Linked DNA regions of Ovis aries: region 2 is linked to region 1. A link is a contact called in public Hi-C data. All regions are on one chromosome and are shown on one strand. Each heading gives the region's core, a stretch centred on a gene start, on an enhancer-like site or on the middle of the called end of the contact. The rest is flanking DNA. Distances are from core to core; before and after follow the strand shown. Region 1 holds the start of PCNX4 (pecanex 4). Region 2 holds the start of PPM1A (protein phosphatase, Mg2+/Mn2+ dependent 1A).

Region 1 (3,911 bases), core at 702-3,201:
GCTGAAGCTGAAACTCCAATACTTTGGCTACCTGATGAGAACAACTGACTCACTGGAAAAGACCCTAATGCTGGGAAAGATTTAAGGCAGGATGAGAAGGATAAAACAGAGGATGAGATGGTTGGACGACATCACCGAGTCAACAGACATGAGTTTGGGCAAGCTCTAGAAGTTTGTGAGAGACCAGGAAGCCTGTTGCGCTGCAATCCATGGAGTGGCGAAGAGTCATACAGGACTGAGCAACTAACTGATCCTTGGATTAAGTCACCTCTCTTTTTCATGCCCCCTGGCCATTTTGCAATGGGCCAGATGTATGGGTTTAAGATAAGGATCACCAGTTGTTTTTGCCTCAGACATAAGGAACAGAAGCTAATTACTGCGCTCCCTTGTGACTCAGCTACTAAAGAATCTGCCTGCAATGTGGGAGACCTGGTTTCCGATCCCTGGGTTGGGAAGGTTCCCTGGAGAAGGAAACTGGCTACCCACTCTAGTATTCTGGCCTGGAGAATTCCATGGATGGTATAGTCCATGGGGTTGCAGAGTCCAACACAACTGAGTGACTTTTACTTTCACTTTCCCTGGATCTGGGTGCTGATAATTGATCAGACCAAAGACACATTCCAGAAATTCAGGACAATGGAGCAAGACGTTTACTGAAAAAAAGTCCAGAGGTCTCAGAGTTCTACACTGACTGCCTAGTAATTTCTACCTCATTATCGCCATGGATGGTGCAAAGGGTTTTCTTCCACATGGTTTCAATAAACTACACTATTCCTCTGGATAGATTTGTATCTTCTTTTTTATTAGCCTTGGCTTTCTTTTCAGTTCAGTCGCTCAGTCTGTCCGACTTTGCCACTCTATGGACTGCAGGCACACCAGGCTTTCCCATCCATCACCAACTCCCGAGCTTGTTCAAACTCATGTCCATGGAGTTGGTGATGCCATCCAAACATCTCGTCTTCTGTCCTCTCCTCCTCTTGCCTTCAATCAATCTTTCCCAGCATCAGGGTGTTTTCCAATGAGTCAGGTTGCTTTCTTTAAATTAACACCAAAAGGTTTCCCCCATTATGGTCGGAAATCCTAAGTACTTAAGAACGAAGCCATTACTTTCAGTAAAACCAAGAAAGAAACTAAAAAGGATGCATTCATAGTTCTGAGATAAAGAGATGCAAACAGACAGTCCTCAAGCCAATCAAGTCTCTGTGTATGCAAAACTGATGATCAATGCGGGCGGGGGAGGAAGGAGACAAGGCTATCTAGATACCTACAAATTGGCTTTAAGTTCACCTCTAAATCCTTAAGAGACCAATTTAAAGAGCTCTTAACTTGCATCTTGGAAGGTGTCCAAAACTTAGGGAAGCAATGAAACTTGGTGGAATATGTAGGCAGTCGATATGGGCATGTTTTAACTTTCAAACTACCAAAACTGGGGACTTCAAGGCCACCCTGTAAAGACTCCCAGACCAAAAATTACTACCACTAATAATAGTCCGCCATTATTTAAAAAATAGCTTTTTTAAAAAGATGGAAGACGGTAACTCTGGCTGACTTTATTAATAAACACCTTGGCGGCATGTTTCACTTATGGGTATTTTGGTTCATAGTATTTAAAATGCAGTCACAAATCCACTCCTGGGCGAAAAATGCAATAAAGGGGCGACAGCGAACACGTATATGTATGAAGTATCACTTAAACGCATTTATTACCGTCAATGTATTGGGTGGCGACGGCCAAAGTGCGGCTGTGGTTAACGTAGGTCGCGGGAACCTGAGCGGCTAGAGGCTCACTACACCCAGACTCGTCAGTCAGACCACTGAGTGCTACACGCTCTCAAAATGGCGCCGGCTCTTAAAATCTCTCTATCAGCCCCAGCGCTCTACTTTCCGGAGGAACGTCGCGTCACCAGGGCAACGACGCTCTTGCGTGGAAGCGCGGCGCGGGTGAAAGTTCAGAGCTAGAGTGACGATCCCCCACTGCCGCTTCTGGGCCCTAGGCGAGGCCCGAGCCCACGCAAGTCCCACAGTCCCGGGTCAGGCGAGCGTTGGCCCAGAGCTGGAACGATCCGAGCGCGCCTCTCCCCGCACTCGGCCTTGCCTGGTCGGGCTGAGGCCCAGATGTAACCGCAGGCCGAGGGGCAGGACGAGCCGAGCGCGCGGCCCGCCCCCGAGGTCCGTTCCGCGCCCGGGGGCTCCTGCAGGAGTTGACGTTAGCCATGGAAACGAGGTGCCGGTCGCCACGCCACCGCGGTGAGCTGGTTGCCGTGGCCGCCACAGTTCCTCTGCCTCGGCGTTCGGACCGCAGGCAGCCTTCCGGCGGGAGCGCGCAGCCCGGGTATACCTGCAAAAGTGCCGTCACCGAATGCCTTCGCTTCGCCTCTTCCCTCAGGTGACTCCAGGTACGTTAGATCCCTGATACCCACCTGGGCAGTTCTTGGCCGCCTTAATTTCCAAGCCTGTGCAGAGTGATGATTGCATTTTTTAAGACATGAGATGAGCTCTGTCTCGAGTTCATCAATCTGGTGTGCTTTTAACTTTCTTTCGTAAGGCTTCTTTAGACTGTTGAATTTTAGTATTTTATTTCTGAGAGACACTTGTGAAATGGAAAATGGCCCTTTCAGTCTTGGTTTAGGAATGGGCTTGTTATCCAAATAAAGATTACGAACTATGGCCCTTGCTACTGTATTAATTTTCTCCTTTTCTCCACTTTTGCCCTAAATCAGTCAAATCACGGACTCCTGAACAGGAACAACTCTTTCCCCACCGATCTGCACTGTCTCTCCACAGTCCTGTGTTTATCAAGGACCAACATTGACTTCCGTGAAGTCTACTCCACCAGAAGTTACTTATCAGGCCTCTGAATTATTTTTTTCTCTTATTCAGCTGTATAATCTTAGGTGGATTTTTTTCTCATTCCCGCAATTAGGGCAGAGCCCATCCTTTATATTATTGGATGTCTATCATCACCCATGCCAAATCTCCACATCTTTATCATAGCCTCCAAAGCCAGTTAAGATGTTGCCATTTTAGTCGTTTAATTGTTTGGACACCTGACCATCACTTTATTTAATTTCCGACTTAAAGAACTGCCTACTAGTTATTAGCTGCGGCAGAAAGTAGGGGAGGGGGGTGTGACCTTTTCTGTTTCTTTTTCTTTTGTAAGAACTTTATTGAGATTAAAATTCACATTCCATACAATTCAAATTTAAAACATGTTCATCACGCCCCCAAAAAGCTCTGTACCCTTTAGCAGCCATTCTCCGTGCCCTCCAGTCTTCACTGTCCCCACCAGCCCTAGGCAAACCCTAATCTGTTTTCTGTCCTTATAGATTTGCTCTGGACATTTCAGATAAATGGAATTGTACAGTATGTGGCCTTTTGTGATTGGCTTCTTCCACTTAGCATTCTGTTTTCAGGGTTCATTCATGTTGTATTAATAGCGTGCATCAGTATTTCACTGTTGTTTGTAGTCTTGTTAATATTCCAATGTATGGCTATATCTGGAGAAGGAAATGGCAACCCACTCCAATGTTCTTGCCTGGAGAATCCCATGGACAGAGGAGCTTGGCAGGCTGCAGTCCATGGGGTCGCAAGGAGTCGGATACAACTGAAGCAACTGGGCATGCACCTATGGATATATCACGTTTTATTTCATCTGTTGATGGCCATTTATGTTGTTTCCATTTGGGGCTATTAATAATATTTCTTCTATGAATGTTCATGTACAAATACTTGTATAGGCTAATGTTTTCTTTTCTCATGGGTAAGTACCTAGGAATGAAACTGCTAGGTTATATGGGGGGGGCGGGGGGGCGGGGTGTGTGTGTGTGTGTGTGTGTCACGCAGTTGTGTCCAACTCCGTGAGACCCCATGGACTGTGGCCTGCCAGGCTTCTCTGTCCATGGAATTCTCCA
Region 2 (3,911 bases), core at 494-2,993, 170 kb after region 1:
CCTAACCACAAAGATACTGGGTAGAATAACACTGAAGTTCCTTGAAGAAGTGGCCTGCCAGTGATCATTAGGTGATATTGTTTGATACTGTTATTAGGTCCCAGACCTGAAAGTGAAAGGAACAGAATCTTCCCAAAAATGTTGGGAAAACTCCAGATGGCTTTTACAGCTTTAAAAGCAGCTATGTGAAAGTCACTCAGTCATGTCTGACTCTCTGCAACCCCATGGACTTATACAGCCCATGGAATTCTCCAGGGCAGGATACTGGAGTGGGTAGCCTTTCCCTTCTCCAGGGGACCTTCCCAACCCAGTGATGGAACCCAGGTCTCCCATATTGCAGGCGGATTCTTTACCAGCTGAGCCACAACAGCAACCCACTCCAGTACTCTTGCCTAGAAGATCCCATGGACGGAGGAGATTGGTGCAGGCTACTGTCCATGGGGTCGCAAAGAGTTGGGCACGACTGAGCGATTTCACTTCACTTTATGTGAAAGTCGCTCAGTCGTGTCTGAGTCTTTGCGACTGTTAAGTCCATGGAATTCTTCAGGCCAGAATACTGGAGTGGGTATCCATTCCTTTCTCCAGGGGATCTTCCCAACTCAGGGATCGAACCAAGCTGAGCCACCAGGGAAGCCCAAGCTAAATGGCAGGGACAGAATAAATGGGTTGCTTTTGATCTAAGAGTTGGAGCAACAAAGCGGTTTTAGGGGATACAAACTAAGCACTTGTATTTTAAGAGATACAAAGTAGGATACAAGCTCCTGGGATAAAATAGAGAGGCCCCATCACAAATTTACCTTCTTATCCGCCAGAACACTATTTGGATAATATTTTCAGTTGTTCTTTTTAAAGTACCTGCCTCTAATAATGAAGTGTTTGGTTTTTCTTTGTATTTACCAGAGCATCTTTTTAAATCTCAGATCTCAAATCTATCTTTTTTTAAATCTCAAATCTTAAAAATTTTTAAAATCTCAGATCTTTAAACTTCTGTTCCTGCAAATGTGGTGTAGGTCAAATCTCTGAACAGGTTAAGTCTCTGACGAGAGAAAGGAAGGACGCCCCAGCCAATAGGAGACCCTGCTGGTGATGTACTGCGCCTCAGTTCTGATTCATTGGCCGCCTAGGGTTTGTCATTCTATCCCCCGCGTCTGCAAACAGCGTGGGTCCTCCGAGGTCTAGCTAGCTAAGCTGGATTTTGGTCACCTGAACGCTCAGTTTCAACTAGGTTTAGCAGATCTCCAACTCTTAATATTGGAGAAGGCAATGGCACCCCACTCCTGTACTCTTGCCTGGAAAATCCCATGGATGGAGGAGCCTGGTAGGCTGCAGTCCATGGGGTCGCCAAGAATCAGACACGACTGAGCGACTTCACTTTCACTTTTCACTTTCATGCATTGGAGGAGGAAATGGCAACCCACTCCAGTGTTCTTGCCTAGAGAATCCCAGGGACTGGGGAGCCTGGTGGGCTGCCGTCTATGGGGTAGCACAGAGTCGGACACGACTGAAGCGACTTAGCAAGCAGCAGCAGCAGCAACTCTTAATATAAGCAGCTGTTACGTTTTTATTGTCTTCTGGAATTTGAAAAATCTTTCTTTTCTTTAACCTCACTGGAGGTCGTTGGAAGTCCTCAGTGACAGAATCACGTGACTGTCTAACAAGTGCCAATAAACACAATGTGGAACCTCACGAGCTACAGGCTGGAAACCGGCCAGAATCTCAGAGCATGTGCCTCCTGTGTGTATCAGTTGCACTCGCATGTGGGTGGGTGGCAGTACGGTGTATGGGTAGTTGCCCTTCGAGATGCGAGGTGTGTAGCTGGGGTACCTGCGTGTGTCTCCAAGGGTCCCTGGGGCTAGGGTGGCTCTGGAGGTGTGGAGCCTTGGAGGAGGGGGTCTGGCGGCGGCCTGACACCGAGTTAACTTTTGAGCCGCAGCAGCCAGGCCTCGACCAGGCCGCGACCGTGCCCGAGAGAAGTCGAAAGCACGGGGTTGTCCTTCAGCTTCTGTGGACTGCGCCTAAGCAGGGAGCGGTTTGTGTATTTGCAGACAGATGGCAGCGCCGCGCCGGGAGGCCGGGATGCCACGGGGGAGCGTCTGAGTTCCCGTCGGCAGACTGCCAGGCTTGGAGGGCATCTCGATTCTTGGGGCTCCTAACAATCACACACTCCGTCCAACCCAACGCCGGGAGATGAAGGCCCCGGTTCCAGTTCCGATCCGGGATTCGCGATGCTCCCTCAAGCCTCGGTCTGAGGCCGGGGTAGCAAGCCGACTGCGGCGAAAGATACCGGGTAGGGCAGTGACGTCATCTGCGCCCGCCCCCTCCCCCCTCTCCCCTTCCCCCCTCCCCCCGTCCCCCGCTTGCCGGCCGGCGCTGCGGTTCCTGCCCAACGACATCCGGGTCTCTCCAGCTGCTCCACCTCGCCGCAGCTGTAGCGAGGGCTGAGCCGACGGGGAGGGGTGGGGCGGGGCGGGGCAGTCGGAGGCGTGGGGGAGGGGCAGCACGGCGCCGTCGAGAGCGCGCCTGCGCGGGGACGCGCTCGAGGCGGCGGCGGCGGCGGCGGTGGTGGCGGCTCTAGGGGCGGGAGCGCGCGCGGGAGGGAGGGAGCTGTGGTCTCGGCGCCCGCCCGCCTTGCAGCTTCGGGTGCTCCGGCGGCTGCAGCTCGGGAACCGGTGGTTGGGGAGGGGGGGGGGGGGGCGCCAGGCAGGTGGGGCGCGAAAGCTATGACTCTTCGGCTCTTCCTCCTCCCGGACCCGCTCTCCGCCTCCCGCTCCAACGCCCGGATGATCTGAGCCGCGAGGGCGCCGAGAGCCGGGGGCCCGGACGCAGCCCGGCTCCTCCCCTCCTCCGCCCCCTCCCCGGCCTGACCTGGCCGGCCGCCGCCGCGGTGACCCCCCTCCCGCCCCCTCCCCGGCCGCCGTCGCCGCCGCCGCCGCCGCCTCGGCGGACCAGGGACTTGCCCGTCCGCGGCTGCTCCGGGTAAGCGCGACGCTCGGGCCGACGGCGGGCGGGAGGGCGGGCGGCGTGGGCCTGCGCGGCGGTGGCCAGGCCTGGGGCCTGGGGCCTGTAAACAAGCCGGGCGTCTGCCCGGGCGCTCCCGGGAGGAGACGCGACAACTCCACCCCCTGGCCCGGCCTCCTCCCCGGAGCCCGGCGGCGGGCGGCGAGGGGTTAACGCTCCTCGAGGGCGGCGGCGGGGAGGCGGGGGCGGGGTGTTGGTGGCGGCTGCCGGGGGAGGGTCGCGACCCTCCGGCCGCCCAGGCCCGGCTCGATGTTAGTAGCGGGCGACGCGGACGAGGCCCGCGGCCCGGCCTGTCCCGAGAGCAGCCGGCGGAACTTTTCCCGAGCGGGGAGGGGGCGTCCGGCGCCCCCACCCTCCTGGGCTCCAACCCTTGGAGCGAGGCCGAGAGATAGAAGCGGGGGGAGGCTTCCTTCGGACCGGACTTGGCCTCGAAACACTAAATTTGGGGGAATTTGCTTCAGGTTTTTATGGAGACCGTGCTGAGAGTGAGGTTCCTTCAGAACTCAAGTCAGTGATGCCTCCAGTTCATTCATTATTTAGGCATCGAACAAATCCATTGAAGTAAATCGAACTGATTCCTCTTTTTAACCTATAAAAGTTCCTGATGCTAGAGTTTATTGAGGTGTGGTTCTGCTTTGCTTGTACATGTTAAGTATTTTCTTGAAGGACAGCTGGCTGTGGAGAGCCTCTGCCAACCGCAGTTTTAGATATGTTTTGAAAATCTCATCACCTGAGTTCCCCGCCGCCCCCTCCCAGAGTACCAAGTACCGCGATTCTTAAAAATCCACAAAGGTCATACTTCAGCTGTGCAAGCCAAGAAGTCTATTCGCCCCCCGCCCCCAACTCCCAACTCTAAATTTTCTACTGATTGGAGTAATAAGCCGAATGCATCT

The links. A called contact is a pair of places that touch in the nucleus more often than the background predicts.
Region 2: a contact with region 1 is called in a Hi-C map of liver, with 2.9 times the contacts expected there. The contact joins the promoter of PPM1A here to the promoter of PCNX4 in region 1. A contact is called at or near these places in 2 of 16 Hi-C or Micro-C datasets (hypothalamus and liver).

The regions. Positions count from the first base shown.
Region 1 is chr7:70,358,198-70,362,108 of ARS-UI_Ramb_v3.0, forward strand. It overlaps PCNX4 (pecanex 4), which reads left to right and starts at 1,952. Exons shown (of 14, transcript XM_060418125.1): 1 at 1,952-2,396.
Region 2 is chr7:70,532,374-70,536,284 of ARS-UI_Ramb_v3.0, forward strand. It overlaps PPM1A (protein phosphatase, Mg2+/Mn2+ dependent 1A), which reads left to right and starts at 1,744. Exons shown (of 6, transcript XM_060418127.1): 1 at 1,744-1,807. The coding sequence starts at 1,801.